Regions from separate parts of the Sus scrofa genome. Here all the other regions are linked to region 1. The links are chromatin contacts, called in public Hi-C and HiChIP or PLAC-seq maps. All regions are on one chromosome and are shown on one strand. Each heading gives the region's core, a stretch centred on a gene start, on an enhancer-like site or on the middle of the called end of the contact. The rest is flanking DNA. Distances are from core to core; before and after follow the strand shown.

Region 1 (3,904 bases), core at 428-2,927:
GACGCACTTTCGCTGAGCCCAGGGGTCTTCGGGCTTCGAGGCCAGCACTCTGGCTTCCCCTGGGGTAGGGCTGGAGGGCTTAGACCCTGGGGGCAACCACTCCTCCCCCTCAGAAGGAAGAGGGGGCGCCAACTCCTGAGGCCAGTCCTTGGGGGCGCTTGGAGCTGTCCTGGCCTTGGCGGCACACGGTAGGCCCCTGTCTGCCTGAGTACGTCCGCCCCCCCGCAGTGCGGTCCCCGTGCGCAGATCCCGCCACCGCGGCCAGGCCCTCCGCCCAGCGAGAGGTCTGAGCAACGGCCGGCGACCCTGCGCTCGGCGCCCAAGTGGCTGCGCGTTAGGAGAAGAAGGGTGAGCAAAGGAAGTAATGGAATTTTTTCTCCCTTGCAGAGAAAGGCAAACGAAAAGCTATGCCTTGATCCGGCACTCCCGCCCCTCCAAAAGTGTTACCCCAAGCCGAAGCCGCGGTTCTTCTCCAGAAAGTGCACCCGGCCGAAAAAATCCCGGATGCACCGCAGCTCGGCCGACTTTTCAGAAATTTAATACCTCTAAATCGGATTGCGAAGATAGGATTACGGATTTGCAACATTTTGGAGGACTAATTAAAGGCGAGGCCAAACACATTTACACAGATTTAGCACGCTTCTGTTCAGATTTCGGATCTATTTCTTTTGAACTACTTTCCCCAAATGGCAAAACTAAAAAAAAAAAAAAAAAAATGAAGTAAAGTGTGCAGGGCGGCCTGGAGCTCACGTTTGAATCAAATGTTGCTCTTTAACTGCAGCGACCTCTCCCCCAAAACCCTTTCCGCCAACTCAGCGATCCCAGCAAGACGCGACTCTCCTTTCTGAACAATCCCTGAGCCCGAGGCCCGGGCGAAGCCGAGCGAGACAATCGCCCAAGTTTGCAGGGGCCGCGAGGCTTGGAGGGGCGGTCCGCCGCGGAGCCGAGACCAGTGTCCCCGAAGCCCCCGCCCCCCCGCGCGGCCCCAGCTGCCCTCGCCCTCCCCAACTCCTGCTTACTCACCACGTACGAAGAGAAGGCGGCGGCCGCCGCCGCCGCGGGGTCGGCGCCGTACTGGAGGTGCGAGTTGTAGCCCGGCGAGGGCGCCGTGAAGGCGGTGGAGCCGGCGTAGGGCGAGAACGCGGAGCCCGACGACGAGCGGCCGAGCTCATCCGTGCGGGGCCCCGAGATGACGCTGGTGCTGTACGCCGGGCACGAGTAGAGCGCCAGCGAGGCGGACGGCTGGTACAAGTAGCCCTGCGGATAGGACATGGCCACACACGGGCATGGGGCGCTCCGCGCCGCGGCCGCCAACGAGCCGGGCGGCGCCCTGCGAGGGCGAGCGGGCGGGCACCTGGTCTCCGGCTGCCCCGGGCCGCCGCTCCTCGGGCCCCGGTTCCCGGGCTCCGGCCCGCAGAGCCTCCTCGCTGGCTTCCCGCGCGCCTCCGGCTGCGACCGCCGAACCCGCTCCTCTGCGCGCCTCGCTCGCCCCAGCAGGGTTTCCCCCCTCCCTTGCTGCTTTCTCTTTTTCCCCCTCGCTCTTTGCACTGGGGGCTCTGCTTTTGGCTTCGCAAAGGTCCTGCCAAGATGCTAAGTTGGAAATTGAGGATTCTGACGCCTTGTGCGCGCCTGAAGCTCCTCCTTCCCGGGGTGTAGTCGGTGGGAGGACTGGCAGGAGCCTCTGGGCCGCCGCAGCCAACCCGGCCGCCAGGCGCGCCTCGCCCTCTCCCTCTTCCTCCCCGGCTCCCTCTCCCGCTCGCTGGCTCTCCCCTCGCCCCTCCCTCGCGCCCGCCTCTCCGCCACGGCCCTCCTTTCCCCCCTCCTCTTATGCCCCCCTCCCCTCCACGGTCTCTCCCTCTCTCTCTCTGACTTAGACTCTCGAGCGCCGGCCCCAGGATGACAATCACAACCAAGGCGCGCGGATCTCTTCCAACTTTCGTCCCCTTCTAAGTCGGGGTGGAGCGGCGGTTCCGACGCAAGGCAGGCCCTGGTGGCCTGTCCGCCTGTACCGAAGCACAAAGGGAACGACGCCGCGGACTGCGCGCCAGTGAACGCTCTGCTCTCTACGCCACAGTAAATCGCGGAGTTAGCGGATTTCTTGTTAGCCAGGAGACTGGGCTCCAAGGCGGATTGCTACCCACCCTCCCCTAGCTTTTCCCCCAAGCGAGGGGACCCGAGAGCGAGTTGTAGATCCGTAATTAGGGCCCCTAGGAGAGTCGTATGAATGCCAGAGTCCAGGACGCAGGAAGTCCAGGGTGGACTGTCCCCCTCCGCCAGCAGCAGCAGGTGGGCGAGAAACAGGCCTTGGACGGCTTCAGCCCGGGCTCCCTTCCACCAATTCCCTGCCAAACAGCGAGGGTCAGACACTGGGGACCTGGTACTAAGAGGGTAGCCTTTCTCCAGAGAGGTAGTGGGCAAGAGCCGTCAGGCGGAGAAGCAGCTACACAGGAACAGGTCTCCGGACTCTACAACACCCCCTCCCACCATGCCTCGCTGCCTCTTTCTTGGGGTTTTGCATCAGCCGCAGCTCGCCCCGCCAGGCCGGTGGTGGTGGTGGTGGACGGTGCGGGTCCCCTTCCCTTTCGCAGGAACTCTCGCACCCGCCCACGCTCCACTGCTAACGCTCCGCGGAGCACTAACCAACCCAACCACTGTTCAGCGAGCCGCTGGCAAGGCAAACACACACACACACACACACACACACAATTGAGTCACAGGCCGAGCCCTTGCCCACGAAGCCACACAGAATACAAAAGAGACCCTTTGCCTGTTTCTCCACCCCGCGCCTCCACAAGCCATAGACGCACTCGAACTCTGGGACAGACAGGCGCTGGTGAACCCGGACCGGGGCTGGCACAGTGGTGGGCACTCCGCTGAAACCCAGCAGATCAAGGACTTTGTGGCCTTCTATAATGAATGGGGTCACAGGCAAGCCGAAGTTTGACCATACACCAAATTTCCTACAATGACTCTGACAGGCGAGATTCACTTTATTTCCTGAACTCCAGCCCCGGCACACAAACCCACTCTGCACTCTCACTTGCCCAGCTGCTCGACTCCACGCACGCGCATTGACTCCTCCCCGTCAGCTTCCCTAGGCTCCGCCCCTCAGGCGGACGTTCTCTCACAGCCTCTCATTCCGCCCGGCTCCGGCCCTCCCTGCCTTCACCGCTGATTGGACGCTGGCCTCTACTGGCTCCGCCCTTCAGCGACGTGAGCCCGTTTCCTTCTGAGTCGGTGCGCCGAGGGGGCGGGGCGGGGCGGGGCGTCGGCGCCCCATTGTCATGGAGACGGGAAGCCGGCGCCGGTGGTGGCCCGCACAGCCCAGCGGAGGTGGCAGCGAGCCGGCCGTGACTGAGGCGAGGCCGAGCCGGGACTATGCAGAACCGACCACTGGCTGCCTCTCAAGCAGCCAAGGGGCAGTGTCCTCCCAGGCTCAGTCTACTCCCGGGTGGTGCGGGGAGTGCCCAGGGGAGCGTCCCCGCCCTGCTCCTGTCTCTCCCGCCTCTTGCGGCCCCTCTGCTCCCCAGCGCCGCCCCCGGCTCCGCCCGCCGCCCCCGCCGCAGCCGCCACCACCGCAGCCCCTCGCGCTAACGGTCGGTAGCGGCCCGCGCGCGCCGCCAGCCGGGGGCTAGCGCCAGCCACGAGGGAGCGTCCGCGGCCTGCGCACCCGCGCCACAGCGGAGAGGTGAGCCCCGGGTTCCCCAATACCACCGCGTACCCGCCCAGTCGCAGCCAGGCTCCCTGCCCCTGGAGCCGCGTCCGCCTCCCCTCGTGAACCGGATGGACGCGGCGGTGCCCCGCGCGCCGCCAGGCGCCTGGTGGGCATGGGCTGCGTGAATGTTGGGCGGGCTTCTTCTGGTGTGAAGGTCCCCGGGCAGGCGGGCGTGGGCGTGCCCCCTCC
Region 2 (3,904 bases), core at 853-3,352, 980 kb after region 1:
CAGCCCAAGACCAAAGTTGCTGTCCTACACATTCCCAAGGCCGGAGTTGGGTAACTTTTTTCCACCCCTAGATTTCAGTGGGTTTGCATACCTTCCACTTTGTGAACTTCCCTCTGGTTTTAATTCTTGGCCTTGACCCCTCGTATTCACACAAATGGTTGTTTCCATTTCATGAGTCATAGTGGGATTTATATAAAAACGGCAACCCCCAAATTATGCATCAAACATGACAGAATTTTGAGTTAAAAGATAAACACATATTGTGGTGTAATGGACAGAACACAGTCTTTGGAATCAGGATCCAGTCTAAATCCTAGGACTGCTATTCAGTGACTGTATAACCCCGGGTAAGTTACTTTCCCTGTCAGAACCCTGACTATACACTTTCTAAAAGAGGGACAGTGATGTTTCAGATTCCAATAATCAATGAATTTTTGGTGAGTGCCTCCTTTGCTGTTCTCGGCTCTAGGGGTACATTGGTGAATGTAACAGCTAAGCTTCCTTCCTTCATAAGGCTTATATTCTAGGTAGAAGAAACAAATGGCCCAATAGATAAATCAGAAAATAAAAAAATCATTTTAATAACACTAATCGCATGAAAATAATATCTGGAGTTTCTCTTGTGGCTCAGCAGGTTAAGAACCCGACATGATATCCATCGAGGATGTGGGTTCAATCCTGGCCTCGCTCATTGGGCCAGGGATGGGGTGTGGCTGTGGCTGTGGCGTAGGCCTGGAGCTACGGCTCCAATTCAGTCCCTAGCCCGGGAACTTCAATATGCCACAGGTATGGCCACAAAAAGGAAAATAAAAAGATAAAACAAAATAAGGTAAAGTAACATAAGATAAAATATAGCTAATGGCTCAGAAGCATATACAATATGCCAGAAACTATTATGATTATCTCATACTATTGACTTAATTCTCATAATGAAGGAAACTAAGGTCATTATAACCATTTTATAGAGCAGAAAACTAAAGACCCAAAAGGTTAAGTAATGTGCTCAAAGTCACACAGCCAGTAAGTGGCAGGGCCAACCAAGATTGAAACCCAGACAATCTGACAGCAGAACCTCACCCTACAACTGCACCAAGTAAATTAACAAAAACAAAATGAATGATACAAGAGTTCCCTTTTCAGTGCAGCGGAAACAAATCCGATCAGTATCCATGAGGATGCAGGTTCGATCCCTGGCCTCACTCAGTGGGTTGGGGATCCGGCACTGCTGTGAGCTGTGGGTTGGAGACCCAGGTCAGATCCTGTGTGGCTGTGGCTATGGCGTAGGCCAGCAACTGTAGCTCCAATTCGACCCCTAGTCTGGGAATTTCCATATGTTGTGGGTGAGGCCCTAAAAAGCAAAAAAAAAAAAAAAAAAAAAAAAAAAAAAAGAATGACACAACAGAGGGAGATTGCTATAGCTTGGTTGGTCGGGGAAGCTACACTGAGCAGGTGTCATTTTAGGCAGGACTAAAATTACAAGAAAAAGCCATTCCCAGGGTAAAGATCTAAAGAGAGTGTTCCAAGCAGGAAGAATAGCTGGTACAAAGGCCCTGAGGAAGAATCAGGCTGGTGGCTTCCAGGGACAGAAAGAAGGCCAGCTGGTCTGAGCACAGTGGACAAGTTTAGGGAAGTACATTAGATGAGTTTCCAGATACAGGCAGAAGCCAGATCCTTCAGGGCCTGCTGGCCAGAGCACAATAATTTTTTTTTTTCTTTTCCTTTTTCTTTTTACAGCCACACCTGCAGCATATGGAAGTTCCCAGGCTAGGGGTCGAATTGGAGCCACAAGCTGAGGCCTACACCACAGCCACAGTAACACCAGATCTGAGCTGCCTCGGTGACCTACCCCACAGCTTGTGGCAACGCCAGATCTTCAACCCACTGAGCAAGAGCAGGGCTCGAACCTGCATCTTCATAGGCACTAAGCTGGGTCCTTAACCCACTGAGCCTCAATGGGAACTCCAGGGCACAAGGATTTTACTCTGTGTGTGCGATGCAGAGTCGCTGAAAGACTTTAAGTGGAGAGGTGATTCAATCTGCTTTCTATTTTTAAAGTCTGAGTCCAACTGACGTGTGGAGAATGGATTATGAGGAGGAGGGGGCTGTGCAAAGCTGATGCAGGGAGACCAGTGTGGGGGCGCAGAAGTCCAGGCAAGAGAGAGACGATGCCTTGGCGCATGGTGGTCGTAACAGAGGTGGGGAAAAGTGCAAAGGTCAGGAGGTGTTAGAGAGGAGACACGAGGATTGGACGAGGATGGCCAAACACCTGGTGGCATATCCGGCACGCAGCAGGCACGTGCAAATGTTCCCTGCCATCCCCGTCCAGCAGTACTGAATAAGAGGCTTGGGATAAAACTATAAATCATAGCCCACATGACTAAGCCTCTCTGACGCCCCCCGCCCCAGTTCCTCCAAAGAAGCCCAGTGCTTCAGAGAGACACTGGGAAGGCACCAGGTTCAAAACACAATGGAGAATTGATCTATTAAAGGAGCTGGACTGTTAAATTAAACCCGTTTCTGTGTGCCAAGCCGGAACACAAAGGGACCAGTCTTCTTCAACAATAAAGACCAGTTAAGAGGAGACTCCGGTTACACAATCTCCTCCTCTTCACCGTGAGGCACTTAGATGGAATTTTTTTTTTTTAATAGAAAAGACAAACTCTTGGGTAAATGTAATAATTGTTTCAATAATGTGCCCCAACCACCCAAGACGTTTAAAACAAGAAAGAAAGGCGGGGGGGGGGGGGGGCAGAAACTAGAAAATTGGGATTCTTCTATTACAGGATCGGTTCATTGCGGTCTCAAGTGCAGGTTCGATGGGACCATGGGACGATGCTGTTGGGGAGATCTGATGGCCTGATAGCGACTCAAGACGCAGAAGGAAGATTATCTGCCAAGTATTGAAAAAAGAAAGAAGCAAACAAGCTACCAAAATAAAACAATCAGAAGCTCCTAAGTTCATCAATGAAACCAACTGAAATAATTTTTCACAGGTTTCTTCTTAGGGCCACACCTGAGGCACAAAGAAGTTCCCAGGCCAGGGGTCAAATCGGAGCTACAACTGCCGGCCACAGCAACAGCCACAGCAATGCCAGGTCCAAGTCATGCCTGTGACCTGCACTACAGCTCACAGCAATGCCGGATCCTTAATCCACTGAACAGGGCCAGGGATCAAACCTGTGTCCTCTTAGACACTAGTTGGGTTCATAATCCACTGAGCCACAACAAGAACCCACCAAATAGGTTCTTTTTAGAGAAGGCTTTCCTCAAAAATGTCCCAAACAAACGGTCCTATGGTGACCTCAATCCTCTCAAAAACAGCACTTATCATACATTTTTTTCTAACAACAAAAAAAGCCAATTGATCTGTTACACACTAATAATCACCCAAAGCTGACAGAGAATCTCCTTGTGCTTCTTAAACTCAATATAACTGCAACAACACAACCAAAAGAAAAGATAAAAAAATAACTCAAGCCCCAGGAATCAGACCCTCGGTTGAGACAAGCCCAGAATAGGAGAGAAATGTCCTTCTCTCCACGGCCTCACTCAGGCAGTTCCAGCGTGAAGAGGAAATTACCCGTGAAGCTAAAACCAATGAAACTCTTATTCCAGTCTTTGGATTTTTAACCATTCAGGTCTTCCTCATTGTTCTAGTGCTGTGGTTTCACCAAGGATCTTCAAGATCAGTAATACTATTTTCATAATAATGCTATCATTTGCTTTTTTCACTCTGTTGACATTTGCACTGATGGCTTAAAAGAATGGCAGGTGAAACCGCAGGTACCTTGGCCCAAATCAAGTCAGTAGCACCAAAGTGCACTAGGAGTCACCATACATGCAGTCCAGTAAAAAAGAGAAAAAAGACAAAAGTTAATCTCATTTGAGAACGTCCCTGATACGG
Region 3 (3,904 bases), core at 986-3,485, 530 kb after region 1:
AAGCAGGTGGGGAGGGAATAAGAGAAACAGCTTGACCCAATTCGAGAAGGCCACCGCTTAGTTTCCCCAATCGAACCCCAATCCTAGCTGCCCCCAAATTTGTGTTCTCCCCAATTTTCTCCGACTCTCAAACCTCCTGGAGTCATGGGCTCGAGGGAAGAATGGTGGAGAGAGGCAGGGGTGGGGTGGGGGTCAAAACTGGGTGCCAGTGGGAGTTCATTCCGGAACGCAGCTCCCCAGAGCTGCTGAGACCGGAGATAAGTCAGGAACAAGGCTTTCCAAGCCCTCCACTCTGGTGGAATTCGGCTTCGATTCCTCTATCAATCAGCGCTCAGCGGGCCAGTTTCCGCCTCTTAGCCGGGGCTGGCAACTCCTAGGCAGTCTACGCCCCGGTGTTGTTCCCGGAGCGTTCCCGCTGCAGGCCTGGCCTCTGCGTCGTCGGTCGCCGTGGCGGCCTAAAGCGTTTAGCCCGGAGCCGCGGCAATACCGGGAATTTCAATCCCGCACTCCCCAAGCCGTGAAGGTGGGCGCCCGGATACGGGGATTTCAGGTTTGATGTAGGGAATATCCCACTGTAAAACTACAAGGCTTGCCTCCCATCCCCACCCAAGCGGGTGGGAGGATCCTCGCCGCAAGAAAACAGGTCGGTCTGGAGACCGGGGAGCAGAAGAAGGGGTAGTGTCGAAACGAAGAATCTCTACGGACCGAAAATTCCAATATACAAAGTTCTCCAAGCGCTCTCCAAAAGTTCCTGGGGCCTCAGCCACCCAGCTCCCTGCTCCGCCCCCACCCCACCCACCCCAGCTTTGGGCGCCCGTAGGCTCCACTGTCCTGACGTCGCTCCCCAGATCCCCGGGGAGTCCACCCTGCGGCGCCCACACCCGCGCCGGGAATCCGCCATTTCTAATGAGAGATTCGCACCCTGACAGCCGTGCGGCGTTAACGTGGTTAATTTCAAGGTTTGGTCCTCTGGAGTAGGGGGCTGCTTCGCCTCCCTGGGCAGTGAGATGGTCCTTGAAGACTGGACTAGAACGCACCCCGCCCGCGCACTCGGCAAGCTCCCACCCTACGCCTCTGAGAGTAGCCCGGAGTCAAGAGGTGCGAGCTGGAAAGGGGGCCCGGGCAGAGTAAAACCCCAGCGCCTGCCCGAGACCTGGTCTGGACCCGACCCAGGCCCCGCGCGCTGGAGCCGACGGAAAGGTACCGAGAGGCGGGAAGCTGGAGGGGCGAGCTGACCCTGTTCTAACCCCGTCCCCGCGCCTCTCGCTCCCCCTCCCGCCGCAGGCCAGAGGGGGCGGGAAGGGACTCTGAGAGTCCCTTCCCGCCCCGCCCGGCCCCGCCCTGCGCGCAGTATCCGCGGGGGTGGGCGGCCTAGCCTGCAGGCCGCCCAAGCGATTGGAGACTCGCGAAGGAGACGCAAGGAAAAGTCGAATAAGAGGGCGCAACGTCAGACCCGAGATTTGGGGAAGGGCGAGGGAGGGGGGAAGGGCGGAGACGGACACACGGACACAGATACAGACACGCACACCCCGCACGGCAGGCGCCCAAAGTGTCCGCAACTTTAGGCTGCCTTAGCTCAGGGCGCAGAGGCAAGGGACAGGGGTGCGGGGCGTGTAGTGTGAGTATAGAGAAATAGATTTTCAAAAGAAGAAATGGAGTGAAGAGAAGAGAAAGGGGAGAAAAGGGAATAGTAAGAAAAGGAAAGAGAAGGAGAAAGAAGAGTTTTGTAGTGTCCAGGAGCGCGAAAGAGCCCGAAGGAGCGGAAGCGGTCCTGGGGGAAAGAGGAGCGCTGAGAGGGAGGGGAGGGGAGAGGAAGGGCGAGGAGGGGGAGTGAAAACTAGAGGAGGGCGAAGGAAGCTCGGAGCGACACTGCTCAGGGAGAGGAGGGCAGTGAGGAGCGAGGCGCGGGCAGAGGCAGCTCCGGCTGCCGAGAGGAGGGAGCGCGGCGCAGAGAGGAGGGGCTTGCGGGCCCGTAGAAATGTCAATCAGAGCCCGGAGCCCCGGGAATCTCCGCCAATCTGTTCGGACCTGACCTGGCTCCTTGCCGCCGCCGCCGCCGCCGCCGCCGCTGCCGCCGAGCAGATCAATAGGCGAACGCGGAGTGCAGCGCAGCGCGGGAGGCAGCGCGGCCCCAGCCCGGCTCAGCCCCTGATGAGCGCCGAGCCCGCGGGCGGCGCTGAGCTGGGCGGCCCGGGGGGCCTGGCCCCCTCTCCGTCCGTGCCCCGCGGGCCACCATGTCCTTCCCCCAGCTCGGATACCAGTACATCCGCCCGATCTACCCGCCCGAGCGCCCCGGGGCCGCCGCCGGCGGTGGGAGCGCCGGGGCCCGGGGCGGCCCGGGAGCCGGAACCTCAGAGCTGGCCGCCTCGGGGTCCCTGTCCAACGTGCTCTCGTCCGTGTACGGGGCGCCCTACGCCGCGGCGGCCGCGGCAGCCGCCGCTGCCCAAGGCTACGGCGCCTTCCTGCCCTACGCGGCGGAGCTGCCCATCTTCCCGCAGCTGGTAAGTGCCCGGGGAGCCGCGGCTAGGGGGTTGGAGCTGGGGCGCCGAAGGAGGTGAGCCCGCGAGAGTAGATTAGCGGGGCCTGGGCCGGGAGGGTGGAGGCGGCGACTGCCAGCGCTCATCCGCGCTGCCTTGGCGCGTGTCCCTTCCTTCTCCTGTGCGTACAGGGCACGCAGTATGAGCTGAAGGACAGTCCGGGGGTGCAGCATCCGGCTGCGGCCGCCGGGTTTCCGCACCCGCACCCCGCCTTCTACCCATACGGCCAGTACCAGTTCGGGGACCCGTCCCGTCCCAAGAACGCGACCCGGGAGAGCACTAGCACACTCAAGGCCTGGCTGAACGAGCACCGCAAGAACCCCTACCCCACCAAGGGCGAGAAGATCATGCTGGCCATCATCACCAAGATGACCCTCACCCAGGTGTCCACCTGGTTCGCCAACGCGCGCCGGCGCCTCAAGAAGGAGAACAAGATGACATGGGCGCCCCGCAGCCGCACCGACGAGGAGGGCAACGCTTACGGGAGCGAGCGCGAGGAGGAGGACGAAGAGGAAGATGAAGAAGACAGCAAACGCGAACTGGAGCTGGAGGAGGAGGAGCTCGGGGGGGAGGAGGAGGACACTGGGGGCGAGGGCCTGGTGGACGACGATGAAGACGAGGAGATCGATTTGGAGAACTTAGACGGTACGGCCGCAGGGCCTGAGCTGGCCCTGACTGGGGCAGCGCACAGGGACGGCGACCTCGGCCTGGAATCCATTTCAGACTCCAAGAATAGCGACTCAGATGACAGTTCCGAGGGCTTGGAGGAGCGTCCACTGCCCGTCCTGAGTCTGGCCCCAGTGCCACCGCCGGTGGCCGCGGCTCTGCCATCTCCTCCTTCGCCCTCAGCGGGCCTGGACCCCTGCGCTGCTGCACCAGCGCCCGCCTCGGCCTTGCAGAAACCCAAGATCTGGTCCCTGGCCGAGACGGCCACAAGCCCGGACAATCCGCGCCGCTCGCCTCCAGGCGCGGGGGGTTCTCCCCCCGGGGCAGCCGTCGCGCCCCCAGCCCTGCAGCTCTCTCCCGCCGCCGCCGCAGCCGCAGCTCACAGACTCGTCTCAGCGCCGCTAGGCAAGTTCCCCGCTTGGACCAACAGGCCGTTCCCCGGCCCGCCGCCCGGCCCACGCCCGCACCCGCTCTCCCTACTCGGCTCGGCCCCTCCACACCTGCTGGGACTTCCCGGAGCCGCGGGCCACCCGGCTGCCGCAGCCGCCGCCTTCGCTCGGCCGGCGGAGCCCGAGGGCGGAACAGGTGACTGCTGAGCGCAGGATGCGGAGGGAGGGGGGCGAGTCTGGAGGTCGCGTCAGGGCTGGAGGAGTCGCACAGGTCCCCAGGGGCGCAAGGCGCCGACCACTCCGCGTCTGCCT

Evidence for each region. Hi-C and Micro-C count contacts between places; a contact is called where the count stands out from the background. HiChIP or PLAC-seq counts read pairs in DNA pulled down with a chosen protein or histone mark.
Region 2: a contact with region 1 is called in an H3K27ac HiChIP or PLAC-seq map of skeletal muscle, with 4 times the contacts expected there. The contact joins the enhancer-like site here to the promoter of IRX5 in region 1. A contact is called at or near these places in 9 of 47 Hi-C or Micro-C datasets (brain, embryonic fibroblasts, fetal heart ventricle and 4 more) and 1 of 2 datasets of contacts at active chromatin or transcription factors (skeletal muscle).
Region 3: a contact with region 1 is called in a Hi-C map of epiblast stem cells, with 3 times the contacts expected there. The contact joins the promoter of LOC110261350 here to the promoter of IRX5 in region 1. A contact is called at or near these places in 17 of 47 Hi-C or Micro-C datasets (adipocytes, alveolar macrophages, brain and 11 more) and 1 of 2 datasets of contacts at active chromatin or transcription factors (skeletal muscle).

Annotation. Positions count from the first base shown.
Region 1 is chr6:30,513,338-30,517,241 of Sscrofa11.1, forward strand. It overlaps IRX5 (iroquois-class homeodomain protein IRX-5), which reads right to left and starts at 1,678. Exons shown (of 4, transcript XM_021094164.1): 1 at 1,024-1,678. The coding sequence starts at 1,272. It overlaps LOC102165609 (a long non-coding RNA gene), which reads left to right and starts at 1,821. Exons shown (of 9, transcript XR_002344591.1): 1 at 1,821-3,688.
Region 2 is chr6:31,488,364-31,492,267 of Sscrofa11.1, forward strand. The region is part of intron 1 of FTO (fat mass and obesity associated); the gene reads right to left. Among named protein-coding and RNA genes, the nearest start is that of FTO, 74 kb to the right of the region's middle. Within about 2 kb of position 2,103, at least 9 of the 83 cell types and tissues checked have an H3K27ac peak or open chromatin away from gene starts, as enhancers often do. A contact at or near this core is called in brain and skeletal muscle, where this site is marked.
Region 3 is chr6:31,044,111-31,048,014 of Sscrofa11.1, forward strand. It overlaps LOC110261350, which reads right to left and starts at 2,236. Exons shown (of 6, transcript XM_021097536.1): 1 at 2,222-2,236; 2 at 2,034-2,148. The coding sequence starts at 2,236. IRX3 (iroquois-class homeodomain protein IRX-3) reads left to right here and starts at 812. Exons shown (of 4, transcript XM_003126981.4): 1 at 812-2,501; 2 at 2,669-3,788. The coding sequence starts at 2,235.